3 separate regions of the Zea mays genome follow, and all the other regions are linked to region 1. A link is a contact called in public Hi-C data. All regions are on one chromosome and are shown on one strand. Each heading gives the region's core, a stretch centred on a gene start, on an enhancer-like site or on the middle of the called end of the contact. The rest is flanking DNA. Distances are from core to core; before and after follow the strand shown. Region 1 holds the start of LOC103643709 (protein NETWORKED 1B). Region 2 holds the start of LOC100125647 (major facilitator superfamily protein). Region 3 holds the start of LOC100278869.

What was found. A called contact is a pair of places that touch in the nucleus more often than the background predicts.
Region 2: a Hi-C map of leaf shows a contact between it and region 1, with 5 times the contacts expected there. The contact joins the promoter of LOC100125647 here to the promoter of LOC103643709 in region 1. A contact is called at or near these places in 10 of 25 Hi-C or Micro-C datasets (bundle sheath, ear, endosperm and 3 more).
Region 3: a Hi-C map of root tip shows a contact between it and region 1, with 4 times the contacts expected there. The contact joins the promoter of LOC100278869 here to the promoter of LOC103643709 in region 1. A contact is called at or near these places in 2 of 25 Hi-C or Micro-C datasets (leaf mesophyll and root tip).

What each region holds. Positions count from the first base shown.
Region 1 is chr1:259,222,327-259,225,179 of Zm-B73-REFERENCE-NAM-5.0, forward strand. It overlaps LOC103643709 (protein NETWORKED 1B), which reads left to right and starts at 1,366. Exons shown (of 6, transcript XM_020546830.2): 1 at 1,366-1,980. It overlaps LOC118476159 (a long non-coding RNA gene), which reads right to left and starts at 2,519. Exons shown (of 2, transcript XR_004855535.1): 1 at 2,395-2,519; 2 at 1,767-2,295.
Region 2 is chr1:259,007,769-259,010,621 of Zm-B73-REFERENCE-NAM-5.0, forward strand. It overlaps LOC100125647 (major facilitator superfamily protein), which reads left to right and starts at 1,496. Exons shown (of 6, transcript NM_001112578.2): 1 at 1,496-1,725; 2 at 2,288-2,559. The coding sequence starts at 2,303.
Region 3 is chr1:259,399,325-259,402,177 of Zm-B73-REFERENCE-NAM-5.0, forward strand. LOC100278869 reads left to right here and starts at 1,504. Exons shown (of 7, transcript NM_001152005.2): 1 at 1,504-1,912; 2 at 2,569-2,682. The coding sequence starts at 1,610.

The DNA.
Region 1 (2,853 bases), core at 116-2,615:
AGAGAGATCCAGTGCTGTCTGCTAGCTGCGTGTACGCCTTGTTACACTTGCCTGCTAGCTAGTCGTCGTCGACTGTCGGTGTATAGTTGTTTATTGTTTAGACATTTTAGGTTAGTGTCTGATGAGTAAATAAGCTGAAAACCAGTAATGCAAGTCGTGTCCTTTTTATGTTTTTTTTGGTGTGTGGTTTTGGAGGAAGCACAAGCACAAGCACAAGGGTGTCTGTAGTTGATGGGAAAGTAACAGTTTGATACTACTGGTGTGATGGGGTGAATGGTGATGCCCCAGCTAATCCTGTCCCAAGAAGACACAGGAACAGTCAGACGCATGGGGGAGGGGAGGGTCTTGGGACAAAAAGCCTGAGTGCCTGACGAAAGCCATCTTTACATAAACAAACAACCCACGCATTCAGCAAACCAGGGAGGAGATGAGATGGCTGACTGACTGCTGCTTTGAGTAAAACGCTGTTGTTGTTGCTCTGGATTGCAGGCAAAGCAACCCAGAAAAAATACACGAGCACAACCTTTTTTTCTTCTTCTTATTCTTCTTCTAGTTCAGTTCAGTGCCGGATGGATGGACAACTGGACATGGAGCCCTGCCCTTGAAACAAAAGTCTCTATAGGTATAGAGAGCAGGTAAAGCTGCATTTGGTTCTTGACAGGACGTGCGGCGAGTGATTTCCAGCTACCAGGAGTACGGGCGAGATCGTCAACCCAACCGTGCAGTGCAACAATGACGGACTTGCTAGGGGCTACAGTTGTGCCGTTATTTCTGGAGTACAGCGCCCGCCCAACTGGAACCGCAGGGCCCACATATTGATCTCGCCGTATATAACGCCACTACACTACGACTTTTGACCTGATTGGTCGTAATAATCAGCGAACAGTGATCTCCATGAACAAATTAATACGCCTGCCTCGCTCACGAGCCGGCCAAAAAGAGCTAATCATTCTCGCCTCACGCCTATCATCACTTCATCAGTCACTCGCTTCCATTAGACTAGCTCCAACAATGAGCTCTAAAGTGTCCTGTACCCTAAATTTAGAGGACGAAGACGTCATCTACTCCCTCCAGCAACGTCCTCTAAATGGTCCTCTAAATTTAGAGAACGCTGCTGGATCCTCTATATGTAGAGTTTCTCTAAACGGTTCTCTATCTATTTGAATACTTTAAACAACCGATTTAATAAAACTAAAATATGTACAATACATTTGAGAGTATGATAAATACGTATGTACAAAAATTAAAAAATTAAAAATGTCTTTAATATAGATATTTATATATAGACGACGTGATTTAGAGGACGTTGTTGAAGAGAAAGTAGATATAAGAGATAGAATCTTTTAAAAAAGACTGTAAAGGACGGATATAGAGGATATATATAGAGGACGTTGCTGTAGACAGTCTTACAATTCCATTTCCCTGGCCGGCTGGCTCCTGGGTTAGGCAGGCGCCTAGGCTAGGCTGGTCCCGCCGGACAGCCTCAGTACTACTCGGGTACGTTCAAGAGAGAGAGAGAGAGAGAAGCGAGGAAGAAATCATCGCGCGCCCGCGCCCGTCGCCGTCGGCCGGCCCCCAACCCCCACGCACAGACAAGACGAGCTGCTGGGGCGCACACACACATCACCGCCGCGGCGCGCCAGCCATATCCAGCCCAGAAAACTCGCCAGAAACAAATCCGTTTCCCTTTTTCTGTGTTCCTACCCCGCCCACCAAGAACCCTGCGCGTGCGAACAAGCCGACGATTCATCAATCGCCGTCGCCACCTCCCGCTGCCCCTCGGCCTCCGATCCCGAGACCCGTTGCCGCCGCTGAGCTGCCGCATTTGCTTTGGGGGTGGAGGGTCTGAGATGGCGCCGTAGCGGTGGGACGGGGAGCAGCAGCAGCTGGATCTCTTCTGGGTTGCAGCTGCCGCCGCCGCCGCCGCCGCCGCCCTCCCTGCAAGCAACCCTTCGCGCTCTCGCCTTGCTCGTGCTCGTGGTATGTGTGTGTGTACGTGCCTTTTCCTTGATTTCGTTTACCACACCCTTTTCTTCTCTCCGTGCTCATGATCTGCTTCGATGGTGTTCTGCTCGTCCCTTTTGTGGCAAGATTGCCTTTTTATAGTCCTTTTTGTTCGCACGTTGTGCCTCGCACCATCAGTTTCAGCACCCTTGTTTTACTTCAAAGGTTGTGCCTCCTGCATCTGTCGACGGCGGCGTCTCTTTGCTCCAAAGGTTCTAGGGGGCATAGTTCCTTCCTGCATTCAGCCCATGCTTCTTGGCCTCATCACAGCGTGTTACTCTTCTTCATTATCTGAAGAAGAAGAATAGATAACATGAGTTGCTCTTCATTATCTCAAGAAAAAAAATAAACAAACAGCAGAATTGATCGGCCGACGAACGAAGTAACCACCAATCAATGCGGCTCCTTTCTCGCTGGTTTGGAATTCCACCTGCATTTCGTGGAGGTAGACGGGGGCTGGGAAGTGGTTGGCGGCATCTTTTTATGTGGGTTGTTGGCTTTTCTTGTCGCTGCCCACCGTCACCCCTGTCCATTTCCTTTCCTTTATTATTGCTGCCCGATGCTCTGTTTCCTAGTTCTGCAAGCAACATCCAATCTTTTCATGCTTTTTTAGTCCAGCGGTGATTTCCGAGCGAATTGGTGAAGGACCTTGATTTCCTCAACTTTTGGAGTAGCCACTAGTCCACTTACAGCATCGTTTTGGTTTGCTTCTCTTGCACTGTTCGAATACATTCCTTTTTTTTTGCATCCTCCTGTCCCCTCAATCTCTCTTGATTGATCAAACCATTGGTCATTCTTCAGATGATTTCTCTGAATTTGTGCTCCGACTCTGTAATTAAAACAGTCGCA
Region 2 (2,853 bases), core at 246-2,745, 210 kb before region 1:
CCCTTGCAATTAATAGTGTCATACCTTTAAGGGCCTTTTTGCCTTTAGAGAGGGACCCGATATATTTTTAGGTGTGTTGGGGCTTCTATACTTAGCCGAATCATGAAATCCTTTATTCTCTCGAAAGACATCAAGCCCTAGGAAGGCCTTAGAACCCGGGCACTAGGATTATCTGGAGGCCCATCAAGGCCTCATGCGGCCGAGAGAACTAAGCATGAAAGTGCCCTGAAGGCTAGAGTGTCCTTAAGGTTAGATGGTGGTGGCTTGAGCGTGGTGTGCCCTGACCTTAGCCAATAGCCAGAGGTGAGGCAAGTCCTTAGGCTATAAGGCTGTGGGGTCAGCAATTGTCGCCGCACAATAATTTCTTTTGTTGCAGTTCTCCGAAGGCATCTTGGAGGATAGCCATCCCCAAACACTGATAGTATTAGTACCGAGTTAAAGAGTTATCTTGGTGGGCAAGTTCAGATCTCCTTTGGATCAAAGGATAAATTTCTAAATCCTGCGTTTTTCATGTGTTTTTGAAATAATTCCCGTGAAATTCATGTATCATTCCTACGTTTCAAAGGAACCCTCAAGCACAAAGGTCCAACTCAGATGTTAGAGAACTTCCAAGAATCTTTCTAAAATTTGCTCTATAAATTATAATTTAGAGTCATTCGAGTAAAAATCGTTTTCTATATCTTTATACCATCCAACAACCTTAGGGAGTCATTATCCTTCTCTATTCTTGGCTAGCGAGAACTTGAAATTCAAAATAAATGTTGTCTGTATTTGAAGATTCCAATTAAGGCCATATTTGGTTTCACGGATTAGAGGCCTGGAACGATTCCTAGCTAAATTATTTCTCTAATTTATATAAGTTTTGATGAGCCGAAACGAATCGTAGTCCATTCCTAGATAAACGGACCGACTCTAAAGAGAGACTGAGAGTATTTTTTTTACTAAAATCACAATTTCTGTAAATTGTGAATAATATAAACAGTCATCTGAAGTTATTCCAAATATGTAAAATATAGAAGAGTATAAAAAAAGGAACCTATTGTTTTAGCTTTTCTACATACCTAGCTTACCAAAACAATTTTTTTACTGGAAAAATAACTTATCATTTTTGTTGTTTTCCATTTGTAGTGCGCGAGTAGCCAAGTATACCAACATGCTCACATAATACAACACGTGCATGAGTTTTATTTCCAAAAAAAAATTGCACGCGTGCTTTTATTAATTTTGTGAGGATGTCGGTCAGGGAGGATCTATGTAATACGATGTATATCAAGTGTTAAGTGTAGACAAAAGGAATATTTTTATATAAGAATATTATAAAAATAGTTATAAAAGCCGCGTGCAGTCGTGCAGATGGGAAATTGTCGCGTGCAGACGTGACGCGAGGAGCGCGGCGTGGACCCCAGCCGCCACCTGGCGAACGACGGCCACGCAACTCTTGCGACCACACGGGCATTTGGTCTCCTCCATTCGTTGAGTGCGCGCGCGGCGCGGCGCGGCGGCTTGCCATTACCCGTCCTCTCTCTTACCCCGTCGTCCTCTTCACCTGCAATTGAGCATTTGCTTGCTCCCCCTCCCCGACAAAAACCCCCTGTCCCGTCGAGCCTCGCATCCCTAGTTCCCTACAAGCAAGGAAGGAAACCCGGGCAACACGACACCGGCGGTGCCAGTGCCACGGAAAATTAGCCGGCTCCCTCCCCGACGTCCGGCGGCGGCCGAGCAACGGTTCGCTCCTTCACCCGCTCTTCTACTCCGCCCCCCGCCGTCCAGTGATCGTCGACCGTCCCGTCCGTTTCTAAGTCTCAGCTCTTCCATTGTGGCTGTTGGTTAAAAGTTCGTGGGCGCCCAGGATACCGCCTGTCTTGTCCTCAGGGGGATTGTTTTTACTGCTCTCATTAATATGGACCTCATGTTTATTCTATCTACCCCGCTTTTACATTTTGTGGGTCTTCGTTGCGTCAAGGAGCAGAAATTTTCTGGGAGGGAAAAAAAACTTCGTCGATCAACCGATCTCTGTGTTTTTATTAGTTGGCCATGGAAATCCTTACTTGAAACTTAAACTTATATCCCTTTCCGTGGCCCGTAAACTGTTAGTATTGTCTGTCGGTGAGCTCAAATGCTTCATTCTGAAAGAGAGATTTGATGTATACTGATCAGCAATCTCTAAATTCAATTTGGTGACACCGTATGAGTCATTTGGGCTCCAAAAACCTATCAGATGTTGTCTACTCCACAAGTTCACGACAGGATGCTTCGTTCTGACAGAATGACTTCTCTGGATCTGCAGGTGCTGGCTCCCAACATGGAGACATATACCACAGACGACGCGCTTACCATTATGGGGTTTGGAAAATTCCAAGCGCTTGTTCTTTTCTACGCTGGAATGGGCTGGGTTGCAGAAGCTATGGAGCTCATGCTCTTGTCGTTTCTCGGGCCATTCATACGAGAGGAGTGGAACGTCTCCCCAGAGAACGAGAGCCTCCTTTCGAGTGTTGTCTTTGCTGGCATGCTGCTAGGTGCCTGTGCTTGGGGCTTTGTTTCCGACAAATATGGACGGAGGTAAAAGATTTCCTGGTACAAACGCTCTCATGGTTTGGCTGCCAACTGCAAACCTTCCTGACCTTGAGTTTATCATAACCTCAAATTAAACACATCAATTCTTAAGGCTCAATCTACATGTTTCTGAATTCTGATATCCTGCTATCCAACTATGACATATGTGCTGATAGGATATTCTTCTTTGTAGGATTTTGAAGCATAAAGAAATGTGTGCTTGATATGATGTGATTATAACCGCAACTGCTTACCAAATTACAACATCAATGCTGAATAATGTAATTCAGTAACAAGTTA
Region 3 (2,853 bases), core at 254-2,753, 180 kb after region 1:
CTTGGTGAGAGATGTAGTAGATGTGTTTCCTGTCATAAATATAGACATAAACACACATGTGGTGTAGCGGTAGCTACTCTTGGCCTTTGCTTGAGAGGTCACGGGTTCAAATCCCCTTGAGGACATGTGTGTTTTTTTAATTTTAGCTAGACGTGAGTTGTACGGAGGAATGAGAATAGGAATAGGCTTTGCAGGGAGGGGGGAATGAGAATGACAGAACAAAACAGGAATGGTGGCAGAACACGGAATGACCGACTACTCTTGCAGCCTTAATAAGTAGTAGAGATTTACATCCAATCTAAGACCAACTCCAACTTTTTTTAAAAAAAGATACACCTACATACTATGCATGTCTAATCGTTTCCCTTATACAATATAACTCATTTGTTTAATATTCTGTGATCAGTTTTAAAATTTTAAAAAGCATATAACATGTAGTATCCTAATACACATTATTATCGGGTTATAAAGACTAAACATGGTCAACATAGCAAATAAATAAGTAAATGACATAATTAATATATAGAGATGAACAATACTCCCCACTATATATGAAGTCGGTGGGGAGCAGTTGTAGAGTTTCAACCCCAAACCACATCGGACGTGGGGTAGAACACGATTCCAGGACAGCGTTGGAAACCGTCTCAAGTAGTATCACTGAAGATTCGATTATAAGATAATCGCCATAATTTAGAATTTTACATTATAGCTGGATTGGAGTATTTTTTGTAGTACTAGCTGTCGGGATTGTTTGCATTGTAGGTTTTCCGTAGCAGTTTGAAAGAAATCCAATTCCTATGTTTGGTTTACATCACTTGTGTTTATTAGAACGGAAGAACATAGTTTTCCTTTCGTGTATAAAATGGAGGAGTAAGGGTATGTTTGGATCGTAGCCTCAGTTGCCACACTTTGCCTAACTTTTCTGCCTAAGGTTAGTTCTTCAATTCGAACGACTAACCTTAGGCAAAGTGTGGCATAGTTAGCCACGAACCAAACAGGCCCTAAAACATCTACTTTATGCTCTTGGAAAGTTGCCACACGTTTAAATGAAGGGATGAACAAGTGCTTATTCACTCGAATGAAGGAATCACCATATGGTTATATTCCTATGTTCCAAACACCAATTTCTACAAGATTCATGAGTGAACAAGTAGCATCCTATGTTTCAATCGTCACTTTTTTTTACCTACACTCGTTTTCTATTTCCCCCCTTTTTATCAGTTTTGTATTGTATTCCTTCTCTCCAAATAAGTCCTTAGAGCAGTGATGAAAATTAAAATAAAATCAACGTACTCGTACTGTGTTGACCAGCATAATAGATGACACAGGAGTAGTACACGTCCTTTTCCCCATTGCTAACCGTAACACATGCTTCGTTGCACGACTCGTAGAAAAGTTACATAAAAGAAGTGAAAAAAGGGCCCGTAGAGCAAGTGAGGCCTGGACGGACGACGAGACGAACCAAGGCTATAAAGGCAGCGGAGGGCTTAACCACCCGCCCCACTCTCTCTCTCTCTCTCTCTGAACTGGCATTTGGGCCATCGATCACTGGTAACGCGCCCGCTCACTCACTCGCATCACACTCCGTAACTCCCCGACCCCCGCGCGCATGGGCGATCCCCGGGCCCGCACGTCCACCGTCGCCGCCGGCGAGCTGCGGCCGCCGGAGCCGCCGCTCGACCCGCTCGAGTTCCTCTCCCGCTCCTGGAGCGCCTCGGGGCGCGCGTTCGCGCCACCGCCGCCGACGCCGCCGCCGGCCGCGCACGCGCTCGCGGCCAGCCCCATCGCGGAGGACCCCTCGTGCGAGTTTGACGACGGGGTCGCCGCCGCCGCCGCCGCCTCCGGGAGCTCCTTCTCCTTCGCCTCCGCGGCCACGTCGCAGCTCATCATGGAGCGGATCCTCGCGCAGTCCGTGAGAGCCTCGACCCGACCTGTTCCTTCTCCCTCTACTCCGATCCATCTCGCTTTTTTTTTCTTTCGTCCTCCTCAAAATCGCACTTACTAGTTTCTTCTTTTTTTTTAAAAAAAAAGAAAGAGAAGCCGAATCTGTTGGCAACACCAACACCAGTGCGCCATTAAATAAAAAACAGTGTGCTTTGGTCGTTTTTTATTTGCCGATTCGGGATCTTTTTGTTGCCTGGCTGCATTTTACTTGGTTGGCTCCATCGTTTGTGTAGAAACCGCTCGATTTCATCATCTGCCTGTACAGTTTTTTGCCAAATCAGCCAGCTCTCCTACTGGTTTCACTCTGACCTCGGGTTGGGACAAGGAGAAGCTGCCAAACGAGAGATTTGTTCTCCTGCCATGTCCGGAACACCCAGATATAATCCCCACCTTTCTTTCTACTTAAGTGAACTACGCAGCTTAGCCGCCATTAATGGTCAAGGCTCGGCTCTTCCATTAAGCACCATCAATTCCTCGCGCGACAAGCATGCCTTTTCCCTCCGAGAAACTTGATTTCAGTTGTGTTTTTTTTGTGTGTTCCTGCTAACCTTACTGCACCTCTCTCTGAATCCCGGTTCCTGATGTCTGAACCACGCACTCTTGCTGTGCGTTCCAACCCTGCAGCAGGAAGTGGCGCCGCTCACCTCCGGCCGGCTCTCGCACAGCAGCGGCCCACTCAACGGCGGCGGCTCTCTCTCCGACAGCCCGCCGGTCTCGCCGGAGATCGATGACGCAAAGGTCAGTTCTTGCCTCGCCACCTTCACGTGCCTCGGGGATACTACTTGTCGCACGTACAGCTTCTCTGCAATTTTTTTGTCTGGCAGTAACCTGCAGTTTCTTACGCGGTACTTGTTTGGCTCACTTGCCGCTGTTGAGTGAGCCGTACTAGCTAGACGCCATTACATTAGC